Linked DNA regions of Oryctolagus cuniculus: region 1 is linked to region 2. The links are chromatin contacts, called in public Hi-C maps. All regions are on one chromosome and are shown on one strand. Each heading gives the region's core, a stretch centred on a gene start, on an enhancer-like site or on the middle of the called end of the contact. The rest is flanking DNA. Distances are from core to core; before and after follow the strand shown.

Evidence for each region. A called contact is a pair of places that touch in the nucleus more often than the background predicts.
Region 1: a Hi-C map of an unstated tissue shows a contact between it and region 2, with 1.8 times the contacts expected there. The contact joins two enhancer-like sites. A contact is called at or near these places in 3 of 6 Hi-C or Micro-C datasets (ear pinna, psoas muscle and an unstated tissue).

The regions. Positions count from the first base shown.
Region 1 is chr4:84,579,563-84,582,396 of mOryCun1.1, forward strand. No RefSeq gene overlaps it. Among named protein-coding and RNA genes, the nearest start is that of FAM43A, 170 kb to the right of the region's middle. Within about 2 kb of position 1,314, at least 1 of the 8 cell types and tissues checked has an H3K27ac peak or open chromatin away from gene starts, as enhancers often do.
Region 2 is chr4:84,427,351-84,430,050 of mOryCun1.1, forward strand. All of the region lies in intron 3 of XXYLT1 (xyloside xylosyltransferase 1), which reads left to right. Among named protein-coding and RNA genes, the nearest start is that of XXYLT1, 110 kb to the left of the region's middle. Within about 2 kb of position 1,346, at least 1 of the 8 cell types and tissues checked has an H3K27ac peak or open chromatin away from gene starts, as enhancers often do.

The sequences.
Region 1 (2,834 bases), core at 64-2,563, 150 kb after region 2:
TCCCCAGGTCAGAAACCTGACTCAGCCACCATGACCAGCACTGATGCCAAGCAAGCAGTGGCACAAGCCAAAGAGGACACAGAGGTTAGCAAGACACAGCAGCCACCATGGGTGGCCCAGGGGCCATCCAGGGCAGCAAATGAGCTCCTCAAATAACTGTAGTACAAGGTAGAAGAATCAGAAGAAGAAATCACCTCCATGCCAAGGACATGCAGGAGGAAAAAGATCACAGGTGGGAGTCCAGAGGGCCCTGGGGGGCAGGCGGCCCTCACAATCCATCAGACAAACCCCACAGGCGCTGGCAGGTCAGTTGGTGGCTTGGGTGTGGGTGTCCTGAAGCTCCAGGCAGCCCAGGGATCAGCCACAGGGTGCATGCCCGCTGAAGCCTGCCCTTGACCCACCAGGTATCTGCAGGCTGCATCAGGGGCATTCCTCGGGGCATGGCCAGGGTGGGCCATCAGTGTCAACCCACATGGCGAGAAAGGGGCGTATGTCGGGTAACCCCAGGACGTCTCGCCTGGCCAGGGGCTGGGGCTCCCTCCATGTGGGGTTTAGCTAGACAGGTTGACCTGAGGGTGCCACGGGTGCAGGGCAATGGTAGGCTGAGCACCTGGTGGAGCTTTGCCGCCCTTTGGAGGCGAGATGGGGTGGGGCACCTGGTCTTCCTGGAGCTGGGCCTCTCCCGCCCAAGGCCTGCCGACACCCCCTCTGGCTGTGCTGCCTAGGGCATGCCAATCATGCTGCCGGTCAATATTGACCCACCTGAGGTTTGTGAGGTGATAACATGTCGGAGGCTGCTTTGTGCTCGCCGGGCACTGAGGAAGGTGGGAGAAGGCTTCTCATTCACCGCTTCCCCGTGAACATGACTGAGCCTTTCCCAGCCGGGCAAACACTGCCAGCCCTGATAATGCCCAGAAGGCGGCCCAAGAAGACAACAGGCAGGTGCCTGTTTGCCAAGGGAGCGGTGAAGGACCCGCGTTCCTGGGCCGTGGGAGGCCCCGCACACTGGCCCGTGGCTCCCAGAGTGCTCCAGCGCTGCGGCTCTGGGGACAGCAGAGCCACGGCAGGGTAATCCATGCTCTCCACCCCAGCCAGCCAGGCAGCTGGGCCCCCACAGCCTCCCAGGGAGGAGCTGTCAGGGATGCTGTAGAGAAATGACAGTGATGTTGCTAAGTGGGTACGTGCAACAGGAGCGAGCAAGCCTGCCTCTCCCGGCCTCCCCCGTGTCATTTTTCCAGGTGCTGATGCTGGAGAGTGTGTTGGGGCCCCTCTGGGATCCACGCCCCACAGATCCTCTGGAACACAAGCAAAGGAGAGGAGACACCTGGGTGGAGGTGGAGGCCAGGGCTCTGGGCTCCTCCTGCTGCTCCCGGCAGGGGCTCTGCTCAGCAGGCCCAGTCCCCTCCTGGCCCTCGGGCTCCCCCCTCTGCTGAGCTGCCTCCCCTCGGATTCCCGTCTCCCATGGTTTCACCTTCTCCATCACTAGGTTTGGGAGTTCTGGCCTGAGTGTGACCTGACCTGGCTTCTCCATCACTAGGTTTGGGAGTTCTGGCCTGAGTGTGACCTGACCTGGCTTTCACCAGTGTCCCAGGGCCCCCTCTGGAAGGCCGGCACCACCATCCCCCTCCCTCCTCTTCCTCCTCCTCCCTCCCTTTTCGGCCTTCCTCTAGGGGGGCTGCCCTGGAAAGCACAGGAAGGGGCTGGGCTGGCCTGGCTGCTGCAGCTGAGAGCTGGGGGTGGGGAAATCAGGAAACCCAGGCTGGATTCCAGAGTGGGTTGGAAAGTTCCCTGAGCCACCAGGATCAGAGAAAAAAAGCTGCAGAACCCTGCTTGGCAAAGGCTGTTTGAAATTGCGCTGAAGCCATGACGCTTCCGTGTGGAAGCCCAGCCTGCCAGCGAGGAGCAGCACGGCTTTTTGTTCATTCTTACACACGGAATGCACGCTCACAGCGAAGAAGCACGGGAACACAGAAGTCCCCCCAGCCCACGCACCCTGGTGCCACACGTCCACCTGCCGGGGGCCAACTGGTAACAATGTCTTGGTCGGGTTTTAAAGAACCAAAGTTCAGGACTGAAGCTATGGAAGCCAGCTGGACTCTAGCTGGTGTGTTTGGGATGGAGAGAGGAAGTGTGTGTGTGTGTGTGTGTGCGCGTGCGCACACACCCACACAGGTATGTAAGTGTGAACCATAATTTATGAACACGGGCTCTGGTATCCGCTGCCTCCTCTCCTCCTAGCTGCCTGGGCGATTAGCTCGATTTTTATTTTGGTTCCTCCTTTTTATCCTTTGTTGTTCGTGACCAATACCTGCGGCAACCTACAGATCTTGAACCCTCTGTGAACCTGCAAAAGGCTCACCCTTCTGTGAATCCGTGCCTACCAGGCTCGCCTCCTTCCAGAGCCAATGGGAATGGTTAACAGATCCCAGGTGTAGACGGTCCCAGGTGGCTTATGATGCACTCCACAGCCCGGGGAGGCGCCCACGGTCTCCCCTGTAGAGATGAAGAAACGGAAGCGTAGCCATCTGTCTGAGGGCCTACAGCTGCAAGAGGCAGAGCTGGGTCAAGACGCGGATCCCCAGTGGATACCTGGGGTGACCGTGGGGTCCCTACTGTGACCAGCGGAGCTCACCAGCAGCACAGAATCCCCAGTAGCCTCTCCCAACCGCCTGATGTCATGTGGAACTTTCCAAGATTCACAGGATTATGGGTTACAGTGGTTTTGATCTGCAAATGGCTAACATAATTAGATAACAACCGCATGATTGAGTAGTTCTTAAAAGCTGCTGCTTCATTTGAAAGTCAAGTTAAGAATTCTCTCCTTCACATGGAAT
Region 2 (2,700 bases), core at 96-2,595:
TGGGAACCCTAGTGTTTTTAAACATGCCAGGTTCTCAGAACAATGCCTGACCCTAGTGTCCCTGCACGTTGGCGCACTGCTGCCTTCCGCCTTCCCGGAGACTTCCACAGCTCTCTCGCTTGCTCGTCACAAAGCAGTGCCGGAAGTTGGAGTCGTCAGAGCTCCCAGTGAGTGTTCAGCACTGTTTAAATCCCATGAAAGGGGGGGAAATTCAGGAAGTCGCGCTGACCAAGGGCCGGCTCTGGCCAGGCTCTGTGCAGTTTTTAATCCTCATGGCAGCTGCTAGCTGTGTACGAGGGCACTTGGAACAGTTCATGGAAAACAGAAGTAAAAGATCAGCTTATTTAGGCACAAAAAATTTTGAGATCCATGCATATAAGAGATCTTTAAAAAGTTTGTGGAAAATGCAGTTATGGAAAAGCTCATGCATGGCTTTCAAAATCCTTTTGCACTCAAGTAAACTCACCTTTAATTCCATTTTTCCATGAACTTTTTGAAGTACCTGCATGTTATTGTTCCCATCTTATAGGAAGCTAACTTCAGAGAGGACCAGCACCTTCCCTAACATGACTCAGCACGAGGGGCTGCACAAGGAAGAGTCCAGATCGGGGCGGGCGCTTGGCTGAGCGGTTAGGGTACTCACATTCCATCTGAAGTGCTCAGGTTTGATCCCAGCTCCAGCACCTGACTCCAGCCTCCTGCTAATACAGACATGGGAGGTAGCAGCAGCTCGAGTTAGTAGGTCCTTACACCCGCATGGAGACCTGGATTACGTTCCCGGCTCCTGACTTCGGCCTGGCCCAGTCTTGGCTATTGCACAGGTGGAAGAACTCTCTGTCCCTGTATCTACACAAACATGCACACATACATGCACGCACACACACACACACCTTCCACCTTCTGGCTGAAAACCAACCCAGAACCCTGAACCAGGCTCTGAAACCCTTGTTCTCTTGGCTGGGACTAGGAAATGCGTGTGTCTGTGGTCCTGACCGGAATGTTTGGGGAGATGGCGGCTGGGGAAGCCCTGCCCTTTGTCATCTGGGGAGTGAGCACAGTGGACCAGGGTGGACAGATATTCTGGAACTAGCAACTGCAGAACATCAAGCGAACCCCCGTTTGCCCTGTGTTCAGCTGAACAGCAGAGGCCTTCGGCCAAGACGTCAACGGCTGAGACATCAGAAAGCCTTGCTTACTCTTCTTGGTGCAAATGGTCTGTTGACTTTAGGAATCCCCGTAACCATCTTTTCCGCCTGTCAGCCAGCCAGGTGTGCCCGCCTGCCAGTTGCTGTTAGCACCCACATCATTCGCTGAGCATTTATGCAGAGAATTTAGTGCCAAGTAAACTGTGGAAAAAATGAGTTGCTGAGGCATTTATAGCTAGTGCTGATGTACACTTTGCATATATAGTGGGCAGGCTCTGAATCAAGATCCAGCAATTGGGATGAGCAAATGATGCCCCTCCCCACCCCACCAACGAGAAGCGTGCAGTAAGGACGTTTTACTGCCCTTTTAAATCTTCGAGTTAATGTTTTTACAAATTATGTTGTGTTGTAACTGAGACCATCCAGGCCCAAGCTCTCTGCAGACAGTAAATGTTGGACGCCTCGTCTGCCAACGTTGCCAGCTTGAAGGAAGGAGAATTCTGTGAGAAAATCATGGTCTCAGGGCTGGCACTGTGATACAGCAGGTTAAGCCACCACCTGCATCGCTGCCATCCCTTATGAGTGCCAGTCCACATCCTGGCTTCTCTGCTTCTGATCTAGCTCCCTGCTAGTGTACCTGGGAAGGCAGCGGAGGATGGCCCACATAACTGGGCCCCCACCACCCATGTGGGAGACCCAGATGGAGTTCCAGGCTCCTGGCTTCAGCCTGAACCCATCCTGGCTATTGTGGCCATCTGGGGAGTGAACCAATCGACGGAAGCTTCCCTCTGTGTCTCTTCCTCCACCTGTAGCTCTGCCTTTCAAATAAATAAATTTAAAAATTTATAGATATGATTTATATTCATTGTAAATATATATGTACATATACATTTATAATGGGGCATATATATATACACACACACACATGTATATATATGAGGCATATATGTGTCATGATTCCAGAGTTGGTGCCTATGGTGGTGGGTGGGAGGGCTAGAGATGGCAGGATAGTATTCACACTCGGTCCCTTTACTGTTTGCAGATGCTCTCAATGACAGGTGCACTCCTTGTAAGAATCACCAGGCACTGTTACACGCCTACCCCGGGAGAACTCTCCTAACCAGGTGCCATATACATGAGCCCATCTGCACTTGGACCAGCTCAGTCCTTCCCCTTTCCCCTCCCTTCACCCCCCTTTCCCTCCCCCTTCCCTACCTCTCTCTTTCATTGTTATGAATTGAATTGTGTTCCCCAAAATTCGTATGTTGAAGTCCCCGCCACCACTGCCTCCGAAGGTGACCTTGTTTGGAAGCAGGGTCCCTGCGGTTATAACTAGCGCAGGGAAGCTCACGAGGGCAGGCATTGATGCAGGGTGACAGGTGCACTTACGAAAAAAGAGGAGGTTCCGACACAGGCACTCTCACGGGAACGCCATGTGAGATGAATGAAGGCAGACATCAGGAATTCGCTTCTGCCAAGTAAGGGATGGCAGAGATGACCAGCAAACCACAGGAAGCTGGGGGGCAGCGTGGGGCAGACGCCATGGGATGCTAAG